2 separate regions of the Hordeum vulgare genome follow, and region 1 is linked to region 2. A link is a contact called in public Hi-C data. All regions are on one chromosome and are shown on one strand. The core of a region is the stretch at or near the end of the contact, and the rest is flanking DNA. Distances in the headings are between cores, read along the strand shown.

Region 1 (3,112 bases), core at 227-2,726, 36 kb after region 2:
CTATAGGAGCATCTGTCTAGACTCTAGAGTAGGAGCAATGCTACATCTACATAAATGTTTACGTACGTTTACGGGATAGTCTGATTTGATAATCATTGATTGGATTAAGAGGAGAGTGAGGCCCACCCACCCCTGAAAATCAGGAGGACATGTTTAGATTAGTTGGAAGGTTTAGTAAACATAAGTAAGATTTAGTAGGTCTAGCATTTTTGCTAGAGTAGTGCTACTAGAATCCAAGCGAGAAAGAAGAGATAGTAGCGGAAATGCAGTAGACGCTTTTCCACAAGTCTACCCGGCGAGGAGTCTACCAACCAACCAACCAAGCAACCAACGCTCATTCTTTATGGATCATCAATCGATCTACAAAGTGACGTGTTGAATCGGCTACCCGTCAGGACATATCCTATGCTATGAGTGACGAATGGTGGACGCGACCAAGCATACCAGTCCACATGCGTGATTTCGGCCGTCCATCAGCCACCAGCTACATGCTCTCAGGTCTGGTACAGGTAGTATATGTGAACTGTATACTAGCATATCTCGACCGAAACCAGTCTGTTAGTGGAGCCAAATGCTGGGAAAGTTAGCACGTGATGGTGCCAATTTGCCATGTTGAGTGGCGGACCCAATTATAGAGTAGAGTTGAGAGAGGGGAGAGCCCTGCGGCAGCCGGAAGCTGGGTCGGTTGTCTCTTTGCTCTGTCCTGCAGATTCCCGCTCCCCCTCGCCGTCAACCCACCGCAGCCATACCACGCAAAATATCTTGGCGCACCCATAGTTTAAAAAACTGAACCAAAAGATTATCGGTTCAGATTCTTATCTGTCGGACCATCGGTTTATCGATTTGATTATAAGTTTTTTAAGCAATAAAATAAATGTTAAATAATATATGCGTTAATATAGTACTTCATTCGTCTTAATTTTTTTGTCTTAGGTTTGTCTAGAAATGAATGTATCTAGATACTAAAACGTGAGTCCATACATTCATATTTAGACAAATCTAAGATAAAAAATTTGGGACGAAGGGAATATGAAATAATGGTCAGATAAAATTATTTTTATGTAGTGGACAACAAAATAGCATAACCTAGTTGGATATAATGTCGTGGGCAGGCCTCGCGTATTGCTCACACGACGTGGGATTGAATCTTACTTTTTCCAATTTCTATTAAAATATTTTTCTGTTTTTTCTGATTTAATTACTCGGTTTTTCACAGGTTTTTAGAAAACCGGCCGGTTTGACTGGTTTTCTCTGGTCCTATTGTAGAATGGTATTATTAGCTTAAAAACTCGATTAGACTGTCGGTTTCGATTTTTTCCGGTTCAATCCGGTTTTTATACTAGCCACACACCAGGGACAGAATTGTGCAGTCAAACTAGTGCAAAAGACATGACCAAAGGTCCAGGGCCTGGGCCCGAGCAACTAGTGCTGTCGAGCCAGTCGCCTGCAGGCAGTGCTGTCGTCGAGCCAGTCCCAGGCAGTGATGTCGTCGAGCCAGTCACCTGCAGGCAGTGCAGTCGCTGGCTCACTGTACACAACACTGCGAGGCGGGGCCACGATTTCTTTATACGGGGGACGACGTCCTGATTGAGCTGGCCACGGCGAATGAATGGTGAGTTTATTCCGCCTCGGCTAAGCCGAAGAGAAAGATGAGGGCGTACGTGTTTGGAACAATGGCCTTTGAACGGAACTGAATTTCGAGGCACAAAGATCTACGTCACCACTTTTATTGATGCGTATATAGACATGGATTGCTCAATAAAAAGACTGGTATTAGTTTCAAAACTAAGAGCATCTCTACCACACACCATAAAAATGCTGAATTTCAATCTGCATAATTTCGACGAGTATATAAGTTTGGTCCGTTTTTTCTTGCCATGACAAACACCGTATCGTGGATCCAGCCCGTAATTTTTTTACCGTGGTCCGGAAAAAGGCCCCCTCCACACCGCTCGGATATGGGTCAAATCATATCCGCCTCCACCGCCACTCCGCCGCGATTCCTCTCCCACTCCAGCTAATTTGTCACCGCCGCCGAACCCAAAAAACCCTAGCGCCTCATGGACGGACACGGAAATGGTGGAGATGACGCGGAGCACCGCCACCGCCGCATCTCCGATGCCGCATGCAAGCGTGATGCGCGGAGATGGCTCAACTATGGTAGCTGCCCGCCGCGAGCTCGCGGTCCGACGCCATGTCTCCTCCGGCTCCTGTGCCGCTGTGAGCTCGTCCGCGGGCACCTCGAGCTCGTGGCGGATCACTCCAGTCAAGAGAAACCGAATGATCTCGGGCTGCTCGTCGTCAAGCTCGAGGCCGACGCGGACCCGTCGTGTCGAGGCGTCATCGACCTTGAAGACTACCTCCCCCGGGGGCAAGAGGACCACCTCGTGCACTCCATCATGAAGCGCTCGGTGAGGAAGGTGAAGGAGGCCGACGCGCGCATCCGCTGCGAGCTCGAGATCGAGGAGATCTTCGAACAGGGCTTCGCCGCGTCGTAGGCACATGCGTCCAAGGAGAGGGATATGCGCGTCATGAAGGACGAACATGCCAAGGTCTGGATCGATCTTGACTCTGACGAGGACTGAGCTTCTACGGCTCCGTCATGTCATCGACGTGCATCCTTCGTTTTTGATAGCCTAGGCTTGGGTACGTTACACGGCCCGCAGATCCCTCTCTTATGTAGTACTGTGATGTAGTTTGATGAAGACCTATCTATGATATATATGATGAATGTCTTCGCAAGCTTATCTCGTGAATGTTTTTTTTTTTAATTTTACAGTTTCATATATTGGGTTTGATCTTCAACGCATGAATTCGTTTTGCAAATCTGCTCTGCAACGAACTATAAACATATTTTACGAATTGACATTATACGTGATATGTTAGAGGTGCTCTAACACTAATAATAGTACGACAAATTGGCTGCTATACAAAAAGGATTGGTTACCGAATTACATCCCATTCGTTGTTTAGGTGAGAGGACTAGTTTACTGTCGATTCTGTTGTTGGCGTGACGCCATGGAGCGCAATCTGCTGATGTGACGCCATAGATCCACAGCACCATCGATCGATCGTTATTGCTTTTTTGATTTTATATAAAGTCCAATGGCCC
Region 2 (3,225 bases), core at 428-2,927:
TTTCAACCATCTACCTGAACAAGCATGCACATGCCAAAATCTCCACTCAGTGCACTGTGTGGGTTAATTTATACTGACCAATTGTTTGTTAAATCTGCAACTGGTCATAGTTGTCCATTCTAGCATATGAAAAGCCACCTGAATGGGACTGCCCTTTTGGGATTGACAGAACAATCGTTCAGGAATATGCCGTGAGTGATTTATTCCGTCTAGTTGATTACCAACAAGAGAGTTGGAACAATATCAGCCTGACCAATCCCTTGAATTTATTCGATCCGCAGCACTATGGATTAACCGACGCAGAGGCATATGCTATAAAAAAGAAGGCGGACAAGAATGAGGAGCAAATAGACATTGAATGCTGCCCCCCCATTCTGTCTTCTTGCAAACGCAAAAGTGCTTGATTTTTTTCAACTTTTTAGTGGTCTCTGATTTATGGAACCTTGTTCTACATCCCTTTCATGGTTTCACTTGCCCGTCGCCATCACAGCCCCTTTCTTTTTTTTTACATGTAACATCCTCTGTTTCTATGACGATTCACCGGTTTGCTTGTAAGATTCATTCTTCTAGATTCTCATCGACCGACCAACGCCACTTTTTATGTGTCTACCATACGGCGATTAAGTCACCAAAAATATCTCTTTGTTTCATAAGAATTTTTTTTAGCTCGGCTGATCAATCATACTACTAAGTAAGGCCCATCATTTGTTAAAAAATATCGTCTTTAAGATGATTGGCCCCAGAGATGAGTGGTGGTCCCTTATTATACATCAACATCAAATGAATCTGAGGAACAATTCTGGTCCAATAATTTTTGCCCTTTTGAGCGCTGGAGAAGACACTAAACTGTCACAGACAGGGTCGATTAGCAGCACGATTGGGACGTCAGTCCACTTTCCACGACAGCTACATTTCGCCCGATCAATTTCACAATTAATTAAGTACTAGTTCTACTGGTAATATTTACCCCCACACCGCTGGTACAATTACGTAGTGGAATTAATCAACCCAGTGCGAAACGCTGAGAGGTTTCTTCACACTGACGTAACACTGAACACATCAATCAAAACTGGAAAGAAAATTACTGAACACGAAACAATATCTTTTGAGGAAGGAAACGGGAAAATGACAGGGGGAGTGTTTTGGTCGGGCACGCACCTCCTGCGGCGAAGCCATTCGGCGGCTGGTCCATCCTCGGTCAGACCGACGAGCCCAGCTGCAGCGCGACGGCGACGGCGGCGGCGGGAAGGAGGATCGAGTCGAATCGAAACAGAGACAGAGTGGGAAAGAGATCGATCCGGGCGGGAGGCTAGCAATTAGAGGAGAGGGAGGAGGAGTGGTCGCGGGCGCCACGTATAGGAAGCGAGAGGTAGAAGACGAAGACGAGGAGGCCGTCCATGGGGCCGCCGACGTCGACGCTGGATGCTGCGGTGGTGGTGGTGGTGCTCGGCGCCTCGCGGAGGTCCCCTCTCATACCCAAAACGGCCCGTCACCGGTGACGCCCGCACCGGCGATCCCTTCCTGCGGAGCCACGCCGCCGAGCCCGGACGGGTGAGGTGGTGGTGGAGGAGGAGAGCGCGCGAGGGTGCGTGCGTGGGTGGGAGGGAGAGTGCGGGAGGTGCACGGTTGGCCGAGACGGGTCGGGTTGCGTCGGGTTGGTTGGTGCGGTGCGGGTCTGGTGCGAGGGAGGTTCGTTTTATAGCCAGGCGAGTGGTGGTGTTTTTGCATGTGCGCGCCTGTGGAGTTGCGTTATTGCTGCTGGGACGGCACGATGCCTGTGGCTTATACTACGAGTGGAGTGGAGTGGAGTGTGGTACTACAGTTCAGCCTCGGCAAAGGCGTCCAGCGCTGGCGAGGTGGAGAAGATGATGGCGGAGCTCGGGCTCCGGGAGGAGGATCTAGATGATGTTGTCTATGATGAGAAGGAGGCCCCGCGAGATGTGGCCTGCAGATGGATCGTTATCACTAGGGTGCATATCACTAAACCCTACAGTCAGTTCTGGTTCTTCAAGAACATGAGAGCAGCGTGGGATCTCGCCCACGATTGCAAGGAGGACAACCACTATACAGTGCAATTCTTCTCCTTGGGAGATTGGGAGCGGGTGATGCAAGAAGGCCCCTGGAACTTTCGTGGAGACGCGGTCATTCTCGCTCCATATGATGGCACCACACAACCATCCAAGGTCCCGCTCTACACACTCGATATATGGGTGCAAATTCATGATGTTCTGACAAATACACACACGTGGTTTGAGCTCTGGCAAGTAGAGTTGATGAGGTGCTTTTCATTCAAAAACCCTCTCACGATTTTGCAGGTAATTTTTACCGTGTGTGGGTCAAGATCGACATTCGGAAACCACTCAAGAATGTTGTCTCGATGATCAGACATGGTGAGCGGCAGATTTACAGGGTGAGGTACGAATAACTACCTGATTGTTGTGCGGTGTGTGGGCATCTTGGCCATGTATACAAGGAACATGGAGATGGAGTTCCCTCACGATCGGTGATGTTCTTTAAAGACCTTCGAGCTTCATGGGCAATGCGGACAGGCTATGGCCCCGGAGGGGGATGTGGACGCAAAGGAGGTAGAGGGCGCGCGCTGGCTACTCGAACTCTGGATGTGGTTCACAGGGAGGTCCGCGAGGACAACTTCTAGGAGGACAATGACATAGATATGTTGGAGTCGAACCGGAAAAGGGGTGATAGGGTAGATACGAGCATAGAGAACATGCAGCAGCCGCTCCTTGACCCGAGCACTGATCAACTTGCTATTGTGCCACAGGGCTTAAACCCTCAAAGCCCCCCTCCCAATAGGGACTTGAGAAATCGGGGACTACAACTGGGAAGGAACCCATTGTTGGAGCGGTAAAACAAAGTTTGGCGGGCCCTGTCAAAGGGCACCGCCGGACCCAATGAGTATTATCAGCTGGAACTGTCGTGGCGCGGGCAACGCGGCGATAGTTCGAGAGATTCGCGACATCGCGAAGAACTTTGCCCTACCTTCATGTGTATTGTTGAAACTCAAATTGATAGAGTGAGGGTGGAAATTTTAACTGGTACTCTAGGCTTTGATAATGATTTTGCTCTAAGTAGCCACGGTAGAAGTGGTGGACTAGGCACTTTCTGGTCACCGGTTTTAAATATGTTGAGTTGTCATATTTTTGCACGTAATCGCCTAAAAAAGTTGTTTGTGCTTGCCACTTTGATTATGTTGAGATGTCATAT

Evidence for each region. Hi-C and Micro-C count contacts between places; a contact is called where the count stands out from the background.
Region 1: a Hi-C map of leaf shows a contact between it and region 2, with 2.6 times the contacts expected there. The contact joins the enhancer-like site here to the promoter of LOC123428404 in region 2. A contact is called at or near these places in 2 of 6 Hi-C or Micro-C datasets (leaf and seedling).

Annotation. Positions count from the first base shown.
Region 1 is chr2H:650,942,190-650,945,301 of MorexV3_pseudomolecules_assembly, forward strand. No RefSeq gene overlaps it. Among protein-coding and RNA genes, the nearest start is that of LOC123428404, 36 kb to the left of the region's middle. Within about 2 kb of position 1,477, at least 3 of the 3 cell types and tissues checked have open chromatin away from gene starts, as enhancers often do. A contact at or near this core is called in leaf and seedling, where this site is marked.
Region 2 is chr2H:650,906,408-650,909,632 of MorexV3_pseudomolecules_assembly, forward strand. It overlaps LOC123428404 (polyamine oxidase 5), which reads right to left and starts at 1,678. Exons shown (of 10, transcript XM_045112598.1): 1 at 1,159-1,678. The coding sequence starts at 1,192.